Linked DNA regions of Sus scrofa: region 1 is linked to region 2. A link is a contact called in public Hi-C data. All regions are on one chromosome and are shown on one strand. The core of a region is the stretch at or near the end of the contact, and the rest is flanking DNA. Distances in the headings are between cores, read along the strand shown.

Region 1 (6,393 bases), core at 496-2,995, 240 kb before region 2:
TCCCCTAATTTCACCCCCTCAAGCTTCTTCTCTCCTGCAGGAAGCTACGTCGACTATTTCTCCTCTTCCCTGTACCAGTAAGTGTGCGTGTAGTGGCGGGGCGGGGGTAGTTTAAGGACCCTGCCTAGGTGCTGTCCCGCAAGGAATTACTGGACGACCCTGGGAGAAATGCGCAGGTTAACGATCCTTAAGTGCCCTGGGGGAGCTTTGGACCCTTGGGCTGGGTAACCTCTGCCTCTTACTCTCCAGAGCCCTGGCAGACATGCTGGAAACTCCAGAAGCCTGACCCCCACCCCCCACCACCCCCGCCTCGCGGCTGCGGAGCAGACACATCTCCCTGGCCCTCCAGCCCCTTTCCAGAGCCATATTTATTTCTCTAAATAAACGTGCTCCCCGAAACCTCATAGTCAGGCCTGGGGTCTGGATCCTCTGGACACTGGGGAACGCGGGTGGGAACTGGGATCTTGGATTCTCGAGTCTGAGGGAGGAGAGGGGTCCTCGTTGGTGTGCTAGGTCCTGATAAATAAATCAGTCGACACGGGAGCTTTTTGAAATAGTTCTCTTTACCCGTGATCACTGAGTGACGCTTGGGGCAGGGAGGCCGATCAAGAGTCGGGGGCGAGGGCTCCCCCACGGTCCTTCCTCCCCCGTGCCACGTCGCCCAGTGGCATCGTGGAAAGAGGATTCTCCCATGCAAACCCCGGAGCCGGAGCGGAACGGGGAGCGCAGTTCGGCACCCCCCACCCCCGGGGCACGGACACGGCCACAGCACGGGGGGTGGGGAAGGGCCTCCGGGACACGAGACACTGGGAGAGGGAACCCCGCCCGCAGCTGACCCCAGGCACCGGCGACTGGAAGCGGCGGGGCAGGGCTGAGTGGCACAAGGGACGAGGCTTTTAGCAGCGAGTCCCCCCTCCTCTCCTTTCGGATGAAGAAGGAAGACTTGGGCCCCGCGACCCGGAAGAAGGGGGGGCAGCCTCTCCACGCATGCGGCCTGGGAGGGAAGCCCCGCCCCCTTCCCGCGGGGAAAGGGCACCCGTCTCCCACTGGAAACTGATCAATAAATTACAAAGTAGAGGAAAGGGAGGCGGAAGTTTGGGGCGGGACTTCTTCCTGCCCTTTTCTTTCCCCCTCCCAGTCCAGTGCATGTGGTTTGGTCCAGGCCCAGTCCATTTGTGAGGCGGGGACGCGCACTCCCCGCTTATCTGTACAGAAGGTCCAGTCCGCGGCGCGAGCTCCCCCGCAGGCTCTCTCCTGGCGAGACCAGACTCTGGGCAGGAGGGGGAGCAGCCCAGCCTCAGAAAGGTTCTTCCGTCGGAGTGAGGTCACCTGCATTGACGCCAGGCGGTACGTGCAGCTGTGAAGATCCATTGTGCCGCCCCAAACCCCAAGGTTGCCCAGTACAGTCCTCACCTGGAGGCCCACACTAGCAGGAATAGGTCCGGACAGAAACGCCCTCTGCCCGGGAACTTCCAGAAGTCTGGCCTGGAGAGAAAAAGAACAGCAGCTCAGCCTGCAAAGAGCAAGTGTGTGCGCAAGTCGTGCCTGGGAAGCGCGCGCGCGCGTGCACACACACACTCACACACGCCCAGTTCCTCCCCCCAGTGTTTCTCCGATCCTTAACCGTCTGCCCTAGGATTTCGCCTCCCGAGATAACGAGGACTGCCTAGCTCCAAGCTGGTTTCCCTCCCTTCCCCACAGCCTTGGATTCCTCCAAAGTGCCCCAGGTGACACTGGAAGAATTCATTTCTTGCTCTGGAAAAGGGGTATAGGATTAATCCATTCCACCCCGGGGAGGACGCTGGCTTATTGGAGTGGTCCATTTGTCATGGGTGGGGGAGAAAGGACTAGGCCATTTCAGAACCCGGAGAGGGAGGCTTCTGGAACGTTGAGTTGGTCCATTTCCCAGCCCCAGGAAGGGGAGGGGAGGAAGGGCTGTCGCATATGGGATCCGCCCACCTTCCGGCTGCAGCTTGCGGAGAGGGAGCCCCGGCGAGCCCAGAGCCCCTGCTGCGGCCGAACGAAAGTTGGGGGGCAACATCTCAGCTGAGTCGGGGGTTACGCCTCGGAGGTCCTTCTCTCGGAACATCTTCCGCCAGGATGGGGAGCGGCTGAAGGACTTGGCGCTGTCCTAGGTAGAGGGGCCGGCAGCCGGTGAGGGACTGGGGTGGTGTTTCGACTCCACCCCTCTCAGGGTCCCGTCCCTCTCTAACCCCGCCCCTTCCCTGACACCCCCTCCAACCCTAACTGGAGGACAACGTCAAGCCCCACCCCTTCAGCTCGGAGCCTACAGGTGCCGCTGGGAGTGGAGTCTCCTATGCCACTGCAGCGCCCACCTCGTCCAGCCGCCTGTCTGTGCCCAAGGAGATGAGGTTGCTGAATTCCTTTTCCAAGAGTTGCCGGGCCTGAGGAGGAGAGGTGGAAGAGGGGTCGCAACGTGCAGTCTACGAGATGGGGATGCCCACTATGCCCCGGGCCTAGCGGCTGCTCACCTGTGCATTCTGCGTGGGGATCTGCAGCAGCAAGGCCAGGTCGGTGTAGTCGAAGGTCTCGTCCAGGGCGAGCAGTGCCCCGTGCACCCCGCTCTCCGTAAGATTCGTGGCGAATTCCTTCAAGCCCAGCCCGGACACCCAACCCATGACCCGCTCATTGGACCACACCATGACGTCTGGGGACAGAAGGGACACTCAGCCGCGCCCCTCCTGGGGGCCTGCCCTTCCAATGTATTTCATCTCTCCACCCCTCTTCCTGACCACGCCCCCATGCTGGCCCCACCCCCTTTTCCCGGCCTTCCTCCCCCTCCCCTATTTGTTAGACCTCCTCCAGCCCTGCCCCAAATCTCCTCTAGCCCTGCCTCCACTTTTCTACTCACCTCGGATCTGAGTCTGACTCTCTTCCCGCCTCCGCTCCAAGTCCTTCCGGTCATAGTTGAGCCGTTTCAGGCACATGATCCCATAATGCAAGCTCACCCTGAGCAGCAGAGACAGTGGAATCACAGAGGAGCCCTCAAGACCCCATTGCCTGCTGCTCCTATTGGGCCCCCCTATTGTCTGGGGTTTTCTGGGAGAGGTGGCAGAATTGCTCCATCGGCTCTGTCCTATTAATTGCTGACCCTCCCAAGAGTTGGCATATTTTCAGCAAGCAGCTCCTATTAGCCAAACGGTGAGCCAGCTTGGTCAACTGGCCAAGCTGTCTCAGGACTTGGACTGTTCCTAGTAGGCCATCTTATGAGTGCAAGGGGCACAGGAGTCTGGATTTCCTGAGAGTCGGCGCTAAAGGACCTAAGATAGTCCAAGGAATTCCCCAGCACTGGTCCAGTTTGCCAAAGACTCTCTAGGAATGGGGCTTCCCTCCTTGGACTGGCACCTGTTGGCCAGGCAGCCCCCACCTGTGGAAGCTGTCCACCATCTTGAGTTGGCCCCGGAGCTCCTTCTTGTTAAGGTGATCTAACATGCGGGCATCCACCAGCGACTCCATGAAGTAGCTGCGGTACTGGGGCAGCCCCAGGCTGGGCAGCCAGTCGTTTCCCACCCACTCGTGGTTCATGTCGCCATATGCCAGGATCTGGGGCCACGGGCAGGTGGGGGAGGGGTCAGGGCCTCTGACCCCTTCCCAGGGATGTATGAAAGGGTACATTCACCCCCCCATCCAAGGTTGTTCTTTCTCCATTCCATAGCAGGACAATGGCCAATCGCCGCTCAGGACAGTGGACAATCCAGAATTGTCTCTTTCTCCTTCATAACGACAGCATAGACCCTTGTCTACTGGAAAGTGTGGTCCTTGGACCCACAGCATCACTATCTCTTGGGAACTTGCTGGAATTGCAGGATCTCAATTCTAGCTACTCAATTCTAGGCTACTGAATCGAAAATTCTGTATTCTCACAGGATTCTCAGGTGCTCTGAGATGCATGTTAAAGTTTAAGAAGCACTAGTCTAGCATTGTCCCAACTCGGAACAGTGGATCCACCCAACACCACTACTCCAAGTCAGGACAACGGATTCTTCCAACAGAGCTCTCTCCCCAACAAAGGATAGCGTGGCTATCCACCACTCTGCACTGTCCCGAAAATACTAGGCTAATTGTCTACCTGACCCAGGACGATATTCTGGGTCAACACTAAGCCCTTTACGCCTCTAAACATAAGGAAATAACCCAGACCCTCCCCTAATGGAAACAAAGACCCGACGTAGCTCTTCTACCTCAGGTTAGTTCACACCTCTCCCCTCTTGAGAACAAAATGTAGCTCCTTTTCCCCAACTTCTCAGCCTGACGGGCCGTCCCCTCCCCAAATGCTTTCTCTTTTGCCCAGAGCCTGAAACAGCCCCTGGAGCCCCGCAACCCACCATAATGGAATGACCCGTGCACCACTATCAATGGAGCAGTCGGGCTTCTGCACCGACCCCATGAAGCCACAAGGACAGGCCAGAGCGGAGCTCCGCGCAGCCCTCCCCCCGCCCCGCGGTGGTGATGGAATAATCCGGCGAGGGTGGGGGCGGGGCTCGGAGAAGGAGGGGCGTCCATGCAGCGTGCACAGCCTGTTCATGCGCCCACGCCCCGCCCCGCGCCCCCTACCTGCTCCCAGCTGATCTCCTTGGTCTCCTGACCAGTTAGTGGGAAGAGGGGAGAGAAGGGGTGGGTTAAGGAGCAGGCGGAGGAGGGTGGGAGGGACGAACAGACGGACAGACAGCCACAGACTCCCTCCCACTCCTCCCGAGGGAAAGTTAGTGCCACCCCCAGGGCCGCCGGCAGGGGGCACTCACAGGCTTGGTCGTCGCCGTCAGGGACTCCATCTCTTCGTGTGTCATCCACACGTTCCCTGTGGACTGAAGGGCGAGGGGTGTTAGGGAGATTGAGAGAGGGCTTCTGGACCAGAGAGGGGAAGGAGGTCGTGCTCCTGGAGGAGACGAATCAGGCCTGGGAACACATACATTTCTATGCGGAATAAAATGATAAAATATTAAAAGGCAGTAAATGCCATGGGAAATAAGGATGGAGAAGAGTCTGCCTCCTGCGTAAGAAAGACTGAGGGTTGGGAATAGAGGGGAGGCAAGGAGACCCCACTGCAGGGATTATCCAGTTAAGAGACTGCGGAGCTGGGTCGACCAGATGGACCTGGAGGTGAGCAGGCCCATGATTGGCTATTCTGAGGACAGTAGGCGGAGCCCTGGGGCAGAAAGGGCTGCGATTGGCTCCTGGACACTCACCGTGCGGGAGGAGGCAGGAGCGGAGGGTGAGGTGAGTGAGACCATCTCCTGGATGGCGAGGCGCAGCTTGAGCCGGTGCAGTGGGTTGCTGATGCCGATCTCACGCTGGATCTCCGTGTCTGACAGGTTGGCCATGATGGCACCACTCTTGACATTGGCCCGGCAGGCAGCCACATACCACGCAGGCATGCCTACCCAGAGCTGGACCAGAGAGAGGCAGAGATGAGGGGAGACACACAGAGGTGCGAGAGAGATGGGGAGTGAACGGAGCAAAAGACATTGAGAGAGGGACATGGGGAGACCCAAAAGAAGGGGAATAAAAAAAAAAACAAAAAACACACACAGAGATGGGAAGAGAGGCAGAAAAATAGAGACGGAGGATCCCAGAGAGAAACATGGGAAAACACGAAGAGACAGCGACATCAGGACCGAGGTGGACAATGGCCAGAAAGACACGGGCGAGGGGAGAAGGGAAAAGAGCAACGGGAGGATGGACAAGAAGCCTGACCCCTCCGGGGACCTTACCCTCCCCCTCCCCCACCTCTGGGGTGTTTGGCGGGTTCCATCATCCCTAATGGTGTCATCCTCAAAAGGGCGGGGGCTCAACAGTCAGGATGGTTCTGGGCTTCAGTACCTCCAGCCAGGAGACCACAGTGGGCCCATCCCAGGCAGCAAAAGGCAGGCCCTGGCGGCAGGCCTCTTCCAGAAGTTCATGCCTGGGGAAAGGGGGCCAGGGCAGGAGCTCTCAGGGGTAGAGACACCCAGCCCTCTTGGGTGGCCCCCTTTAGCAACCCCCCCCACACACACAAAGGCACTTTATGAATGTAGAAAACATAGCAAAAGGTTCAAAAAAATTACACAGGAACCTCTGAGATCCTCCCCGCTCCCCGCACCAATCAAGAGAAAAGAGAAAAAAAGGAAGAAGAAAGAAGGAAAGCTCTAGGAGTTCCCAAGTTGCCAAGCAAGTTGAGGAGCCCAGACTCTCTCCCCATCCCGGAATTTTCTTCTCACATATGAGCACCAACCCTCCACACACACACACACACACACACACACACACACACACTCACACTCACTCACTTCCTCTTGTTCCTTCGATCCTTGTCTCCTGGGCCTGTCAGCTTGGCTAGTCCCAGAGGATCAGCTGCCAAGGTCTCATCTGAGGGCGTTCCAGCTGGAGGCAGGG
Region 2 (6,651 bases), core at 3,223-5,722:
TGTAGGTTGCAGACGCGGCTCGGATCCCGCGTTGCTGTGGCTCTGGCGTAGGCCGGTGGCTACAGCTCCGATTCAACCCCTAGCCTGGGAACCTCCATATGCCGCAGGAGCGGCCCAAACAAATAGCAACAACAACAACAACAGCAAAAAGACAAAAGACAAAAAAAAAAAAAAAAAAAAAAGAGCTATAGAAAATCAGGGAGTTTCTGGTGTGGCTCAGTGTGTTATGAATCAGACTAGTAAACAGGAGAATGTGGGTTCGATCCCTGGCCTTGCTCAGTGGGTTAAGGATCCGGCGTTGCCGTGGCTATGGTGTAGGCCAGCAGCTGCAGTTGCAATTCGACCTCTAGCCTGGGAATGTCCATATGCCGCAGGAGCAGCCCTAAAAAAAAAAAAAGTTCTCATTGTGGCTCAGTGGTAATGAACCTGACTGGTGTCCATGAGGACATGGGTTTGATCCCTGGCCTTGCTCAGTGGGTTAGGGATCCACCGTTGCCATGGGTTGTGATGTAGGTTGAAGATGAGGCTAATATCCTGCATTGCTGTAGCTCTGATGTAGGCTGGCAGCTACAGCTAAAAAATTCAACCCCCAGCCCGGGAACTTCCACATGCTGCAGGTGCAGCCCTAAAAAGACAAAAAAAAAAAGGCAAAAAAAAGGGCTATAGAAAATCATGAGACCAACACCCCAAATATAGGCAAAAGATAAGTGCACACAGTTCCCTGAGAAGGAAATTCAAATGGCTCGTATATCTAGGGAGAGATGCCATATCTTACAGCAAAAATTGACAGAACATTGCAAATCAACTAAAAGAAATTTTTTAAAAATGTGCCAGACCTCACTGAGAAAAGGAGAAATGCAAAATAAAGCCACATCTCAATACCGTTTCCTGGCTTCAGATTGGCAAATATCCTGAGGTCTGAGAACACACTTTATAGGGGAAGAGGAATGCGGATCAGGGGTAAGTATGCCAAACTGATGCTACTTTTATAGAGGCTGACTCGGCAGTAACATAATCCTGCCCATATATTTATCCCTTGCTTCCGTCGTCCTCTTTTGGAGGTTTGAGCTTACAAACTCTCTGCCTACACACCAAATGAAGGATTTCCAAGCTTCTAAACTGTAGCATTCTTTGATATGGCAAGTAATTAGAAACAGCTCAAGCATCCATCAAGAGTTCCATGGGGAGTTCCCGTTGGGGCACAGTGGTTAACGAATCCAACTAGGAACCATGAGGTTGCGAGTTCGATCCCTGGCCTTGCGGCTTGGATCTGGTATGGCTGTGGCTGTGGCGTAGGCCAGCGGCTACAGCTCCAATTCAACCCCTAGCCTGGGAACCTCCATATGCCACGGGATGCAGCCCTAGAAAAAGGCAAAAAGACGAAAAGAAAAGAAAAGAAAAGAAATCGCTCCAGGTATTGAAAATACAGGGATTTTGTTAAAGGGAATTGGTTACCCATGTGCCAGGAGGCTGGAAGAGCAAGATGGGATCCTTGAGGTAGTCGAGGCAGCAGGGACCAGGAGCAGGTCAACGCCCCAGGGCTGTGGGAGCTTCGAGGACGGATCTCCCAAGGGTAGAACTCAGACTTCCGGCAGGGGGCTCCAGGCAGCTGGTGCTCTGATCTCCAAGAGGGTCTGGCCTATGGGGAGGGGGGGAGAATAACACCTCTGTCCAAGGAGGCAGGCAACCTCCCTGCCAAGGCTGGGACTGGCCGTGCCAAAAGTGACAGGCCGCTGGTGCCATCGCTGCATGTGGCTCCTGGCAGATGTGACCCTCCTTCTGCCTCCCCACCTCCTGCCAGGTCCTCCCTGCCACTCTGATCAGTTGTCGCAAAGGGTCACAGAGTTGGAAGGTGAGAGTCAGCTAAAGAGACAGCAGCATGGCCTCCCCAAGAACGAGCAGGGTCGGGGGGCAAACGGGCTCAGGCTGAGTGCCAAAGAAAGAGCAAGTGTCCTGCCTGTTTCATGGGGAAGGCTCCAGAACCCACAGCTGCCAAATAATCACAGCCTATTAAAATGATAGGATGCCTAGAACATGTCCTTCTGGCCACACGACAAAGATGTGACCAAACTGAACAAACAGCTGTGGGAAATAAATCAGAAGCACCGAACTCAGCTTCCTAACTTATGTGGTCGCGAGAAAAATCTAATTGTCCTGGAACTGGAGCTTGGTGAGAATCAACGTGGAAGGGACCCCAGGGGTGAATCGTTAACCCTCACACTGTCGAACTGTTAACTCAACTGGTGGATGAGCAAAGCCTCGCTTTCTTAGAGGTAAGAAAAACCATACGGTAGAGGAAGTGTTGAGATGCTTAAAATCTTTGATGGGAACAGAGGCAGTGAAGAAGCATTTGTATCCATGATGTCAGTACATGTGCAACCAGTTTAATGTAAGGAATCTGATCCATGGGATAAGCACTTACCTTGACTTGTCTGTCCTGGAGGGTTTTTAAAGCATTCGTGAGAATTTATCATATCAGACGTGAGACATAGGATCAAAATTGCATTGCTCTCTTGCTCCTTGTCAAGGCTCTTAATTCATGTAAGGGAATCTGAGATCTCAGATTTGTGAAAACTTGTGTGTGTGAGTGTGTCTTTTTGCCTTTTCTAGGGCCACACCTTCGGCATATGGAGGTTCCCAGGCTAGGGATTGAATCAGAGCTACACCACAGCCACAGCATTGCAGGATCCGAGCCACGTCTGCAACCTACACCACTGCTCATGGCAACGCTGGATCCTTAACCCACTGAGCGAGGCCAGGGATCGAACCCACAATCTCATGGTTCCTAGTCCGATTCGATAACCACTGAGCCACGGCGGGAACTCCAGATTTGTGAAAACTTTGTTTACTAAATTTGCAATCAATGTTCAAATGTTTTGGGAAATCTAAAAATTGTGAAACTCACGGCTTGCTATTTTTAGCTGTCGAAGCAGTCAGAGAATGTTTAGAGGAAAGTTGATTCTTTGAAAATGAATTAATCATTACCAAAAAACCAAACAGTTGTGAATATTTGTGCCCACACTCAAAAGCTCTTCTGAAATTAAAAGATTTTAGAAGTTCCCGTGGTGGCACAGTATCTACTAGGATGCAGGTTCCATCCCTGGCCTCATTAAATGGGTCTGGGATCCGGCGTTGCCGTGAGCTGTTGTGTAGGTCACGGACGAGGCTCAGATCCTGTGTTGCTGTGGCTGTGGTATAGGCAGGCAGCTGTAGTTCTGATTTGACCCCTAGCCTGGGAACCTTCATATGCTGCAGGTGTAGCCCTAAAAAGCAAAACAAAAACAAACAAACAAAAAAGTTTCGTCACCATCATTTCAGCAAATGATGCTGGGAAAACTGGATACCCACATGCCAAAGAAAGAAGTTAGACCCAGAGTTCCCGTCGTGGCGCAGTGGTTAACGAATCCGACTAGGAACCATGAGGTTGCGGGTTCGGTCCCTGCCCTTGCTCAGTGGGTTAAACGATCTGGCGTTGCCGTGAGCTGTGGTGTAGGTTGCAGACGCGGCTCGGATCCCGCGTGGCTGTGGCTCTGGCGTAGGCCGGTGGCTACAGCTCTGATTCAACCCCTAGCCTGGGAACCTCCATATGCCGCAGGTGCGGCCCTAGAAAAGGCAACAAACAAACAAATAAATAAATAAATAAATAAATAAAATAAGTTAGACCCTTCCCTTATACATTATACATAAGTGGACCCAAATTAAATTAAGGACCTAGAACTGAGATCTAAACCTCTTAGAAGAGAGCTTTTCTGAGGGGAAACGCTTCATGACAGTGGATCTGGCGACAATTTCTTGATATGACCGCAAACACGTGGGCAACCAAAGGAAGAAGGAATCGGGTTTCAGCAACATTAAAAGTTTTTGTGCATCGAAGGACACACTCGATAGTGTCAGTCTATGGAGTGGGAGAAATATTTGCAAATCGTGTATCTAATAAGGGGTTAATAGCCGGGACATAGAAAGAACTGCTACAGCTCAACGACAACAAAAAAACAAACAAGCAGATTTTAAAAATGGGCCCAGGACTTGAATAGACATTTCTTCAAGGAAGATATTCATGTACATATATAAGATATATGTATGAAAAGATGCTTGAGGAGTTCCCATGGTGGTGCAGTGGCAACAATCCCGACCAGTATCCATGAGGACTTAAGTTCAATCCCTGGCCTTGCTCAGTGGGTTAAGGATCTGGCATGGCCATGGGGAGCTGTGGTGTAGATCACCGATGCGGCTTGGAACCTGAGTTGCTGTGGCTGTGGTGTAGGCCAGTGGCTAGAGCTCTGATTCAGCCCGTAGCTTGGGAACTTCCATTTGCCTCACATTCGGCCATAAAAAGCAAAAATAAAAGAAAAAGAAGAAAAGAGAACAAAGAGAAAAAGAAAACATGCCCCACACCACTAATCATTAGGGAACCGCAAATCAAACCCATGATGTCACCTCACACCAGTGTTGACAACTATTTGGTTTTCTGCTAATAATTAATCTTCAAACAATCAACGTTCCTCTCAGCATTCCCTGACTGCTTTCACAGCTGAAATATACCAGGTGTGGGAGTTCCCGCTGTGGCTCCATGGTAATGAGCCTGACTAGTATCCATGAGGTCGCGGGTTCGATCCCTGACCTCCCTCGGTGTGTTACGGATACAGTGATGCTGTGAGCTGTGGTGTAGGTCCCAGACGTGGGTCAGGTCTGGTGTGGCTGTGGCTGTGGCTGTGATGTAGGCCAGCAGCTATAGCTCTGATTCGACCCCTGGCCTGGGAACTTCCATATGCTGTGGGTTCAGCCCTAAAAAGCAAAAACAATAAATACTAATAAATAAATGAATCAAAATGAAATATACCAGGTGTATTTATAGTCCATATACCGTATTTGTTGTACCATAATGGGAATACACTCAAGACTACTGAACTGTACATTTGAAAGTAGTTCAGATGGTAAATTTTATGCTGCGTGTGTTTGGTTGGTTGTTTTGGGGGCTGCCCTGGCGGCACATGGAAGTTCCCAGGCCAGGGAACAAATCTGAGCTGCAGCAACGCTACATCTTTAACCCACTGTGCCATAGTGGCAACCCCTGTGTGATCATCATTTTATTTAATTGTATGTATTTATTTATTTATTTATTTGTCTTTTTTTTTCTTTTCTAGGGCCGCGCCCAAGGCATATGGAGGTTCCCCGGCTAGGGGTTGAATCGGAGCTGCAGCTGCCGGCCTACACCACAGCCACAGCCACGCCGGATCCAAGCTGCGTCTGCGACCTACACCACAGCTCATGGCATCACCGTATCCTTAACACACCGAGGGAGTCCAGGGATCGAACCTGGCCGGATCCTTAACCCACTGAGCAAGGCCAGGGACCGAACCCGCAACCTCGTGGTTCCCAGTCGGATTCGTTAACCACTGAGCCACGACAGGAACTCCCTGATCATCATTTTAAAGAACGATCTTGCACTATCGTTTTCCTCCAAAGTTAGTATGAGGTGGGGCAGGATGAGGCTGTCTAGTCTTGTTGTAAATTATATTTGCCGGCCTCTACCGTGTGTGTTTTGTGACTTTGAATTAGGAGCTCTTTCAAGCCGTCCTCTGTGAGATCTCGGCTGAGTAGCTGTGCTTTGCTTTCGCCAAAAGGCCTGGAGTCATCACTGGCCCAGCCTCGACTCCCTTGACACCTCATTTGGGCAGCGCCTCCTCCACCAGGTTTGATTTTTAACACGTGCCCCTTGAGACTGATCCGGTGGTGACAGTTTCAATAGACAATCATCTTTCTTCCATTGAGAGCCCCAGCAGCAATAGGAAAATCTGAGGGGTTCTGAATGCAGTTCTGTGGGTTGTTTTTTAAATGGCCGTGAGACCCCGCTTGCATGAAGTTTACCCTTTCAACTGCTTACAGCTGCTCGGCCCGCAGTGCCTCCGCGTTGTTATGCCGCCGTCCTCGCCCTCCCCGTGGGGAAGGCTGGCATCACCTCAGCCTGGACCTCAGCCCCCACTACACCCCAGCGCTCCAGCCCCTCCCCGGCCACCACCATTCTACTTCCCGATTCTCCCAATTTGCCTCTTCCAGGTACCGCTCATCGGTGGACTGATGCCATCTCCCACCTTGTGTGATTGGCGGCTTTCACTTAGCAAAGTATTTTTAAGATCCATCCTTGTTTGGCATGCTTTGGAATTTCCTGCCTTTTCAAGGCTGAGTGATATTCCATTGTCTCCTCTTCTCTGCTCTGTGCTCTCAGCTTCTTTCCTTCTGTTCATTTCTTCCTTCCTTCCTTCCTTCCTTCTCCTTCCTTCCCTTCTCTCTCTCTCTCATGGTGAGGCGGGGAGACAGTATGAAGATTTTCCTTTCTTAGGAGCTTGTCAATGCATTTAGAAAGTTGTTTGGGGAGTTCCTTTCGTGGCTCAGCAGTTAACGAACCCGACTGGCATCCACGAGGCCGTGCGTTAAATCCCTGGCCTCGATCCTCGGTCGAGGATCTGTCAGCATTGCCGTGGCGGTGGTGTAGGCTACATATGTGGCTGTGGCGTGGGCCGGCAGCTGCAGCTCCAATTGGACCCCTCGCCTGGGAACTTCCATATGTTGTGAGTACAGCCCTAAAAGGCTAAAAAAAAAAAAAAAAAAAAAAAAACCAAGAAAGGCAAAAACCAAAAGCAAATGATAAAA

The links. Hi-C and Micro-C count contacts between places; a contact is called where the count stands out from the background.
Region 1: a Hi-C map of liver shows a contact between it and region 2, with 2.8 times the contacts expected there. The contact joins two enhancer-like sites. A contact is called at or near these places in 2 of 47 Hi-C or Micro-C datasets (both in liver) and 2 of 2 datasets of contacts at active chromatin or transcription factors (alveolar macrophages and skeletal muscle).

Annotation. Positions count from the first base shown.
Region 1 is chr6:54,331,498-54,337,890 of Sscrofa11.1, reverse strand. It overlaps PPFIA3 (liprin-alpha-3), which reads right to left. Exons shown (of 30, transcript XM_005664703.3): 19 at 6,288-6,381; 20 at 5,842-5,923; 21 at 5,208-5,408; 22 at 4,764-4,826; 23 at 4,576-4,602; 24 at 3,389-3,564; 25 at 2,873-2,970; 26 at 2,493-2,668; 27 at 2,337-2,405; 28 at 1,960-2,131; 29 at 1,414-1,485; 30 at 546-1,329. The coding sequence ends at 1,427. It overlaps HRC (sarcoplasmic reticulum histidine-rich calcium-binding protein), which reads left to right. Exons shown (of 6, transcript XM_003127287.5): 5 at 41-77; 6 at 250-543. The coding sequence ends at 286. Among named protein-coding and RNA genes, the nearest start is that of HRC, 6.9 kb to the left of the region's middle. Within about 2 kb of position 1,745, at least 69 of the 83 cell types and tissues checked have an H3K27ac peak or open chromatin away from gene starts, as enhancers often do. A contact at or near this core is called in liver, where this site is marked.
Region 2 is chr6:54,089,197-54,095,847 of Sscrofa11.1, reverse strand. No RefSeq gene overlaps it. Among named protein-coding and RNA genes, the nearest start is that of FGF21, 9.9 kb to the right of the region's middle. Within about 2 kb of position 4,472, at least 4 of the 83 cell types and tissues checked have an H3K27ac peak or open chromatin away from gene starts, as enhancers often do. A contact at or near this core is called in liver, where this site is marked.